Linked DNA regions of Mus musculus: region 1 is linked to region 2. Evidence: chromatin contacts called from public HiChIP or PLAC-seq data. All regions are on one chromosome and are shown on one strand. The core of a region is the stretch at or near the end of the contact, and the rest is flanking DNA. Distances in the headings are between cores, read along the strand shown.

Evidence for each region. HiChIP or PLAC-seq counts read pairs in DNA pulled down with a chosen protein or histone mark.
Region 1: an H3K4me3 HiChIP or PLAC-seq map of intestinal villus epithelium shows a contact between it and region 2, with 7 read pairs. The contact joins the promoter of Il17ra here to the enhancer-like site in region 2. A contact is called at or near these places in 8 of 39 promoter capture datasets (the 3T3-L1 cell line, the C10 cell line, the HPC-7 cell line and 4 more), 2 of 484 Hi-C or Micro-C datasets (embryonic stem cells and muscle stem cells), 6 of 115 datasets of contacts at active chromatin or transcription factors (CD8 T cells, the HPC-7 cell line, bone marrow-derived macrophages and 3 more) and 3 of 9 other capture datasets (adipose tissue, liver and pancreatic islet).

What each region holds. Positions count from the first base shown.
Region 1 is chr6:120,461,281-120,466,285 of GRCm38.p6, forward strand. Il17ra (interleukin 17 receptor A) reads left to right here and starts at 1,917. Exons shown (of 13, transcript NM_008359.2): 1 at 1,917-2,186. The coding sequence starts at 2,049.
Region 2 is chr6:120,393,605-120,398,635 of GRCm38.p6, forward strand. Kdm5a (lysine (K)-specific demethylase 5A) reads left to right here. Exons shown (of 28, transcript NM_145997.2): 12 at 483-645. Among named protein-coding and RNA genes, the nearest start is that of Gm24592, 15 kb to the left of the region's middle. Within about 2 kb of position 2,462, at least 11 of the 459 cell types and tissues checked have an H3K27ac peak or open chromatin away from gene starts, as enhancers often do. A contact at or near this core is called in intestinal villus epithelium, where this site is marked.

The DNA.
Region 1 (5,005 bases), core at 667-3,166, 67 kb after region 2:
CCGAAGTGAGTCTGTGCTGACCACCTTATGCCACATGAAGGGATCCTCCAGAGCGGGCTCCTTAGGGCTACATGGAGGTTTCCTGCGCCTGCCCAAATCACTCCCCCTGTCTCTGGTCCCTCTTGGGAGACAGGAACCTCAGATGAGAGTCTGCACATGCTTCCAGCCTGTCTCACACAACCTCAGGGATGTCGCAGCCACCAAAGCAGGCAGTGTTCTATAGTGCGGTTCTCCTGCCGGGCTTCGCGTGGTGCTTCATGCCGTGGTGCTAACTTGAGCTTTGCGGTCCTGGTTTACTTCTGGTTTGGGGTTTCTGTCAGTCTAGAAATTAGAGTGTGGGTCCTCATCCAAGCCCACAAGACAACAGGGTGTACCTCCCTGTGCCCTCCCTCCACAGCCTTGGGCGGGCTGAATTAGACCTTGTTTTGCTGCAGTAGGCTAGCCCACCTAGGGTGGAGTCTTCTGACCTAGGTAAAGTCTATTGTCCTGCCACTTCTGCAGCTTCCCACGAGATCCTGGCATAGTGGGGGATGGGGCCCCCCCTTTAAATTTCAAGGATTAAACATTGGGCCTTGATCAGAATCTTTGTCTTGGTCTCATTCTTCTCTAGTCATCATTCCTATCCAACCCCAGCTTTCCTTTCGGGAACCCAGTTCTCCGTGGCCGCTGGCGACTACACCTCCCGAGATGGGAATCAGCTCCCAAGAACCTTGGTAATAAAGAGAGAGCCCCTTGTTGGGTCTGAGAAAATAGCCAAAGGGTTTCAGTAAGACAAAAGTTTCCTTCTGCAAAACGGTGTACAGCCGTGTCTTACTGAGCGCATAAGCGCATCCAGTGAGAGTCGCGCTTGGTTTTATTCCCAACGTTAAGGGGTCCTGTGCCTTACTCCAGGTGGTCAGATCGTGGCCTCACATTCTTAGATGTTGCGGTTGATACCCAGAATGCAGTTTTTAGCAGCGGTGCAACCATGAGCACATATTTTCATTACAAGAAGTGTTAGTCTTGGAGAAATTTGAATTCCTAGTGGCTTCTTTGAATTTTTTTTTTCTCTCCAGGGGGTTCTAGAGGGCATCCCCAGGCCTTGTCAGAGACTCTGTCCGTTGTACTGCTCAGTCCCCCATCCTTCCACGCCTCTGCCCTCAGCCTGGCCTCAAACCTTCCTATGCTGTGTACCTTACCCAGCCAAACTGCACTCGGCGAGGCCACAGTGAGGCTCCTTGAAAGAGCTGGCTGTCTACACAGGCTGTCTCCGTTTCCCTCCTCTGATCCACTTTTAACCCTTCATACTTAGCAATGCTACCCCCCCCCCCCCACACACACACATCTCTGTTACAGAATGCCGTGTTTGCTTTAGTCCAGCCATGAGGTGACTAATTCACTGTCCAGGGTTTTGTTTTGTTTTGTTGGGTTTTTGTTTTGTTTTGTTTTGTTTTGTTTTTGAGTGTGCAAATGTATGATTCAACGCTGAAAGGGAAAAAATATAGTTTCATGGACTTGCTATATGAGACTTAAGCTACATGATCTGGCCATCAAAAACTAGAACTTTGTAGAAAAAACAAAAAAAACAAAAACGAGAAATAAGCATTACGACGATGCGATGGGCTTGTTTCTCCATAAAAACTGAAAGGGAGATTGAGCAAACAAACTCCTTGGAGTCCCGAGTCGGAAATTAGACTAAAATGATGAAACAGATCAGTGTAAACCGGGAGGGTACGATGGCGAGGACAGTCATAGCTCCACAGCAAGTTGACAGCGGGGCTCGGCTCCTTAAAACGGGTTCCTGGGCTCCTATCTTACTTAGCTGAGCAACATCCAAGGAGAGCCAAAGAGGCCAGGAGCACACCTGGGCCAAGGCGGAGGCGGGGCCAGAGGAAGGACAGCCCCCACCCAAGCCCCGCCCCGAGCGGCCCGCCCTCGGGGGAGCCGGAAGCGGGACAGAGGAGGCCGTGTGAAGCCGACGAGCGCCAGTCCTCGGCCGGGAAAGCCATCGCGGGCCCTCGCTGTCGCGCGGAGCCAGCTGCGAGCGCTCCGCGACCGGGCCGAGGGCTATGGCGATTCGGCGCTGCTGGCCACGGGTCGTCCCCGGGCCCGCGCTGGGATGGCTGCTTCTGCTGCTGAACGTTCTGGCCCCGGGCCGCGCCTCCCCGCGCCTCCTCGACTTCCCGGCTCCGGTCTGCGCGCAGGAGGTGAGAGAAGCCGGGCGGAGCGGGGATGCCCGGGCCGTCGGGGGTGGTGGAGAGGACGGCGGAGGGTGGTGAAGAGGTGTCAGAGGGGCGGGCGTCGGGAGGGCCGTCGGGAGTGCGGAGGGCTGTCAAAGGTGCTGAGAGCCGTCGCGAGTGCGAAGGGGCGGACGGCCCAGGCTCTGGCGGGCCCGGGGAGGCTGAAAGTCCGCCCTAGGGGCTCGGAGGACGGTCCCGGGCATGGGCGCAGCGTGGAGGCGCGCTGGCAGCGACTCCGGGAGTGGAGTCGCGGTGAGGGGGAGTTCTAGGGAAACTACGCGGGCGGCGGAGTCACTGGTAGCGCGAGGCGGGGTGACAATTCCGTCTGGGCCTCGGAATTGGAAGATGGAGGCACCAGAGGCTGGCAGCTCGGGATGGACATGGACCTAACCTTGGCAGGAGCTGAAATAATCTGGACTGGCCCCTAACTCCTTGCTTCCTGAGCAGTCAATCCTCCAGCTCTCCCATGCTCAGGTGCCCCAGCCTGGCCTCGGGGGTCCCCACAGGTTGGGTAGTGCGGGCGAGCCCAGTGCCCAGGGGAATCAAACAGGATGTGGGTTGAAAGATGCCGTCCATCCCATCTTTTTTTCACCACCACGTGTGTCCCAGAACCGAGCCTGCCAAAATTGAGTTAACATGTGTGGAAGTCTGCCAGTTTGTTACTGCCAGGGAGGACCACCCCACCCCCACGCCCCGCTGCGCTCTTAGGAAACTGACACACCCCTGGCGGTTGAACCTTACTTACTGTCAAAACAAAGCATAACAAAAAAACAGCGAACCTGTGCAAAACCTAGTGTCTGTTCCACGCATAAACTTTCCTCCCTGTCTCCCTTCAAGCCTTCTCTTCCTCCACTGGTTTTTCCAGCCCCTTCCCCTCCACTTCCACAGCTGACCCCAGGAACTGTGTCCAGTCGCTGAGTCGGAGGATATGAAACAAAAGGATAGTTCTTATCTAATTTTGTAGATTTACCAAAAGAGGGTGGGGAGAGGGTGACTATTTTTACTGGAAAAACTGTGTTTTTTAAAAAAGTCTGAGGGCTGCTGGGAAATGTCATAGTGCTCCCCGTACTGGGAAAGTCAGAGTGACATCTTCAGACAGGGCCAAAGTGTCAAAACATAGAGGATTGCTGTTTGTGTCTGGCTAGTCCTTTGCCAAGGGCCTCACGATACAAGTAAACTGAAAGTAGAGAAAGATGATTCCTGGGACTGCAGTGTCCAGGATGAAGTTGTCTTGGATGTAGGAACGTCTTGCAAGAGTGCTTTGCACAATCGGTGTGTGCAGAATCCAGGGAGGAGAAAATGACCCCCAGCTGGGCTGTTTCTCACTGAAAAGACATTTGAGCAGTTCTGTTCCAAACCAGGAGCCTCAGAAACATTTCGCTTAAAGCGTTCAAAAATCTCACTGGTGGAACGGTACCTGAAACAAGCAGGGTCAAGTGGAAGATGGGGGCATCTGTGGAACAGCAGAGAGAGATGGGTGGGAGCTGAGCCAAAATTTTAGGCTGTGAGGTCTGTGGAAGTTCACCCAGACCCTCAGCTACAGTCCCTGCCATAAATCTTGGGGGTCTTAGTTTTTTTAGTTTTTATTTATTTATTTTGAGTTGAGTTTTAGTTTAGTTTTAGTTTTTATTTATTTATTTTGAGTTTTTGTTTGTTTGTTTTTGTTTTGTTTTCCAGACAGGGTTTCTCTGTGTGGCCCTGGCTGTCCTGGATCTCACTCTAGACTAGGCTGGCCTCAAACTCCACCTGCCTCTGCCTCCCAAGTACCATGACCCAGTCACAGTTTTTATTTTTAACTTAGATTTTGGTTTTTGGTTTTTTGGGCTTTTTTGCTTGTTTGTTTGTTTTATGTGTGTTTTGCCTTCATATATGTAAGTGCGCCACATGTATGCCTGGTGTTCATGGAATTAAGAGGACATGGATCTTCTGGAACTAGAATTACAGGAGGTTGTGAGCCACCATATGGGTGCTGGGTCTCTCTGTAGGACAAGTGCTCTTCACTGCTGAGCCTTTCATCTTTCCAGCCTCCTTTACTTGGGAAGCTGCTGGCGGCTACATTTCTCTGCAGCCTCCCTTCTGTCTTCTCCTCTATTGCCTCACAGACAACTGGGCTCCACAGGCCGACGGCTTCCATTTCTGTTGGCTTTGAAGTCCTTTTTAAAAGACGCTAGAGCTGTGGGTGTGGCTCAGTGGTCTCTGAGTTCCATTCCCAGAACTGCACAGAGGAGAAACACTGCCCCCCCACCCCCACATACACACATACACCATCTATACTCACACACACACATACACACACGTACACACACACACACACACACACACACGCACAGATATCACATACACCATACACACTCACTCTCACACACACACACACACCACATACACCATACACACCATTTACACCATATGTACCACATATACCATACACACCACATACACCATACACACTCACACATACATACATACATACACACTCATATACCATATATATATATATATATATATATATATATACACAAACACACTCATACACACATATACACACCACACATATACCATACACATACACACATATACACTCACATACAAAAACACACTCACACCATATACATATACACACAAACACACATCATTCATACATATAGACACACATCACACACTCACACACAAATATACACACCATACACACATACTCATACACACCATATATATACACAAACACATAACACATATTAACACACTAAACACACACACATGCGCACACACACCGTTTTAGTGGACAAAGT
Region 2 (5,031 bases), core at 1,212-3,711:
GCCATATTTAAAGTTAGAGTAGTTTGTAATACTAGGTTATTTCCATGGAGACGAAATTGAACTGAATGGAGTTATTTATATGGACCCTGGAGATCATTGACTCTTTGCTTTAACCATTTGATCAGAATAGAAAAGACTCCTGTTCTGAGGTTCTAGAGAGTTATGTCCATATCCTTTTGAACAATGGTTTCCATGTAATCTATTTTCTGTTCCAAAAATTACTTTTACTGATCCCCTATTTATGTACTTTGGGTTATTTGCCCAGTGGCAATGAGTGTGTATTTTACCTGTCCATATATCCTTGCCTTATTTACCATATTAGTAGTAGCATTGATTGATGGGATGGATGTCAAGTTTCTGGGCATATAACCTATGGCCAGGAATACGGCATGGTTAATTATAATTTAGTGGATTTGAATGAAAGACCCTGGCTTTATTTGGTACCATGTTCTACCTAGCTAAACAGTTATTTCTTTTGCTAGGGGCGAGCCAAAGACATGGTATGGTGTACCATCTCATGCTGCAGAACAACTGGAGGAGGTGATGAGGGAGCTGGCCCCTGAGTTATTTGAATCCCAGCCTGATCTCCTACATCAGTTAGTAACCATCATGAACCCAAATGTGCTCATGGAGCATGGTGTGCCTGTGAGTCTTCTTGTGTCTTCCTTCGGCATTTTTAAAGATTTTCTAGTATAGCCAAATTAGAGTTTATACTTTGAATAGAACTTTAATATTAAGAAGGGATCCTTAAAGTATGAGTCATATTTTATGTCTTAAAGCTACCTATTTGAGTAACCTATTTTTCACTAAAAACTGTTAATTTTATTTTCTTTTTAAACTTTTGTTGTTTGGTTTTTAGTTTGTTTTTCGAGACAGGGTTTCTCTGTGTAGCCCTGGCTGTCCTGGAACTCATTCTGTAGATCAGGCTGGCCTTGAACTCAGAAATCTACCTGCCTCTGCCTCCCAAGTGCTGGTATTAAAGTCCTGCACCACCACTGCCCGGCCTTTTTTTTTTTTTTTTTTTTTTTAAAGTAGAGTATTACTTGGTAACTCTTCTGTGGACCACACACCAAGTGTGGACCAAGCTGACTGGATTTAAATACATAGAGATCTATTTCCTTCTGCTTCCCAAGTGCTGGCATTAAAGTGTATACCGCCATGCCCAACTTGTTTTTGACTTTAAGAATTATTTTTTCAAAATATTTTGTGTGGTCATTTTCACAATTTAAAATATACTTTTGATTTTAATATGTACTTTGATTTTATTAAGACATTCAATTTCACCAGGCAGTGGTGGCAGAAGCCCTTATTATTCTCAGCACTTGAAAAGCAGGGGCAGGGGGCTGACGAGATGGCTCAGCAGGTAAGAGCACTGACTGCTCTTCTAAAGGTCTTGAGTTCAAATCCCAGCAACCACATGGTGGCTCACAACCATCTGTAATGAGATCTGACACCCTCTTCTGGTGCGTCTGAAGACAGCTACAATACACTTATTTACAATAATAAATAAATCTTATTAAAAAAAAAAGAAAAGAAAAGCAGGGGCAGGTGGATTTCTTCACTCAAACTCTGTCTCAAAAAACCAAAATTAAATATGTATTTGATTTCACACGTTACTTAAATGTGTGAAGTATCATTTCCAAATGTTTGGGGTTTTTTTTTTTTTAAGAGTTATTTAATGTGTATGAATGTTTTGCCTGCAAGTATATATGTACATCATGTCCATGCCTGTTACCTGAGGCAGTCAGAAGGGGGCTTTGATTCCTTAGAACTAGAGATGAGGATGGTTATGAACCACCATGTGGGTGGAATCAAACCTGGGTCTTGTGCAGGCAGTAAGTGCTCTTAATGGATGAGCCATTTCTCCAGTTTATTTTATGTGTATGAGTGTTTTGCTTGCATGTATGTGTGTGTGCTATATGTATTCCTGGTTCCTTCAGGGGCGAAAAGGAGACACTGGATCCCTAAAAAAGGCATTATAGCTTGTTGTTAGCTGCCATGTGAGTGATAGAAATTGACCTAGATTCTTTTGTGGTTTTGTTTGTGTGCCCAGCCTTTGCCCTGTTCTGCCATGATGCATGTGTTGTAGTTTGTAGGATTCTTTCCTCTAATTATACCATGTGGATCCTGGAGATTGAATTCAGGTCATCAGGCATGGTAGTGTTATGGTCTGACTCCCCCAGAATAGCGGTAGCCGTTTGGTTCTATGCCTGTCAGCTATTTCATATTGTTGCTGTAACAGGCCTGGCAGTCATTGACACAGAGAAGTGACTTGGCTCAAGGACATACCCTGTTTTGTTCTGTATTTTCTGATTGAGGTTTGCTAATCTTAAGAAATTCCACAAACCTTTACATAGGATCCATCAAGTCAAAGGTCAATATGAACTGTTCTGTCTAAAATGGCTTGAGTCAGAGATGTTCCCCGGGCAGCCCTTTCTGAACCTGTGTATGAGCTCACTGTGGTTTTTCTCGCTGACACTGAAGAATGCTACTAATAAGTCAAAAAGTTATGATTATAATACTCATGCTCTGTTATCTCACTGTTCTGAAATTTCCCTGCTCACCGCCTATCCCCACCCTTAGCTTACTCAGGACCAATCAGCTTAAAGGTTGGCTGATAGACTTTGCCCAATGAGCCAATTGCTCTGCTCCTTGCCCCTTTAAACTCCTGAATCTGTTTTTTCCTATATATAAAAAAGCCTGCCCTATGGCAGACTAGTACCATTAGGTTTTCTGGACCTTTTTGCAGTCCTGGATGTTCAGTTAAGGTGTGTGTTCAGTAAATTATTTTTGCTTAGCTGAGATCAGTGTTAATGTGGTTTGAGTGGCAATTCCTGAACCCCAGCAGTAGCAAGAGCCTGTACCCACTGAACTATCTCAGTGATTCCCAAATCTACTGTTCTATATTCTTCCTACTCAACTAGAATAATCAAGTTCTTAAAATGGTAGCTGTTCTAGTTTTGTTCTGTTGCTGTAATAAAACCACTTAAGGAATGTTTATTTCAGCTTACAGTTCCAGATCATGCATAGTTCATCATTGAGGGAAATCAAGGCAGGAAGTTGAAGAGAAGCCCCCATGACTGTTCCAAACACAGCATTCGTTATCTCTGGCCAAAGAATTCAAAGCTAAAAGATACTGTGGAAACGTTGGAAGATGCCTGTTGCTGGCTAAGACAGGCTGATGCTTAGCTGTCTTTTTAGTATAGTGTATAGTGCAGGGCCATCTTGCCATTCCACATGGTGGAGCTGGGGTGGTCGTAGACTAGCCAGCCTACATTAATCAAGATAGTCCCCTTTCATTGGCAGGCCAGTCTAATCTAGGAAATTTTTCAATTGATGTACTCCTCTCAGGTGAGTTTAGGCTGTGCCAAGTTAACAAAGCTAATGAGAAAAAGATTTTTTCATGGCCAGCCTGGTCTACAAAGTGAGTTCCAGGCCAGCCAGGCCTATACATCGAAACCCTGCCTCAAAAAGCCAAAAGAAAAAAAAATGTACTATGGAATCACCACTTAGCTTAGATATTGGTGGGTGGGTTTTTTTCTTCTTTTGAGAGTGAGTTGTTTTTTGTTTTTTCCTTTTCTATTTCTCAGGTAGCAGCTGGCCTTGAATTTGCTGTATAAGTTTGCAACATACATTTGGCACTCATTAAAACTTTTTGTTTTGTTTTATTTTTGTTTGTTTATTTGAACTGCTGAGGCTGGAAATCAAGGCCTTGTACACTTTATGGTTTTTCGAGACAGGGTTTCTCTGGGTAGCCCTGCATGTCCTGGAACTCACTTTGTAGACCAGGCTGGCCTCGAACTCAGAAATCTGCCTGCCTCTGCCTCCTGACTACTGGGATTAAAGGCGTGGGCCACCACGCCTGGTCCCCTTGTACACTTTATAAATTTACTTTACCACTAAGCTACATTCCCTCAGAGCTTATTTGTCTGGGTTTGGCACTGAATTCGTGATCCTTCTGTTTCTGGCTCCCGGGTTCTGGGTTTATAAGTATGTGCTACTGCATTCCCTTCGTATAATGGTGATTCAAATGTAGATAAATTATGTTACCTTTGTCTTCAAACGGTGGATTTATGCTAGGACCCAGAGGATTAAGGTTAAACCTACTTAAAGCAGTTGTTGCCACTGTCTTGAAATATCTTCCATGTTTACATGCTAATTCTGTTTGATTTAACAACTGACGTGTATCAAGATACACTTTCAGAATATATTTTTGTAGGTTGTAATTAAAACACCTAAAGCATGATGGTGCACATCTTTAATCCCAGCACTCGAGGGCAGAGGCAGATGGATCTCTGATTTTTGAGGTCAGTCTGGTCTACAGAGTTCCAGGACAGACAGGGCTCTTACATACACAGAGAAACTGTTTTGGAAAACCCAAAATGATAAAATAAAAAAATAAATAACTGTTTTTTAAACTAATTTTAAAAAGCATTCATAATATTATCACAAAACAAAGTTATATTTGGTAAAATGGATTGGTGGTATTTCATGACATTAACCGATCAATTTACTTCTAAATATTATCTAATGATTGAAGGAAATCTAATCTTTTATCTTTATTTATAACAAAGGAACAAAACTCAGTTTTCTTACTTTTTAAAGAAAAAGGTTTGTTTGTTTGTTTGTTTGTTTGTTTTTTAAAAAGGAGGGTTCTCATTTAGCTCATGCTTGTAGCAATGACCTTGAGCTCCTGACCCTTCTGCTTCTACTCTTTGAGTGCTAGAATTACAGACATTCATCATTACTTACAGGACTTAACTTAGGAAGTGAGTACAGTTTTCTCTTTGAGAGTTTCTTTTGGCTGTTCATTCTTGTCATATATTTTATCATTTTAAGAAAGCAGAGTTTGGCCGGGCAATGGTAGTGGTGCACGCCTCTAATCCCAGCACTTGGGAGGCAGAGGCAGTGGCAGAGGCAGGTGGATTTCTGAGTTCAAGGCCAGCCTGGTCTATAGAGTGAGTTCCAGGATAGCCAGGGCTACACAGAGGAACCCTGTCTCAAGAAAGCAGAGTTTGCCAGACAGTGATG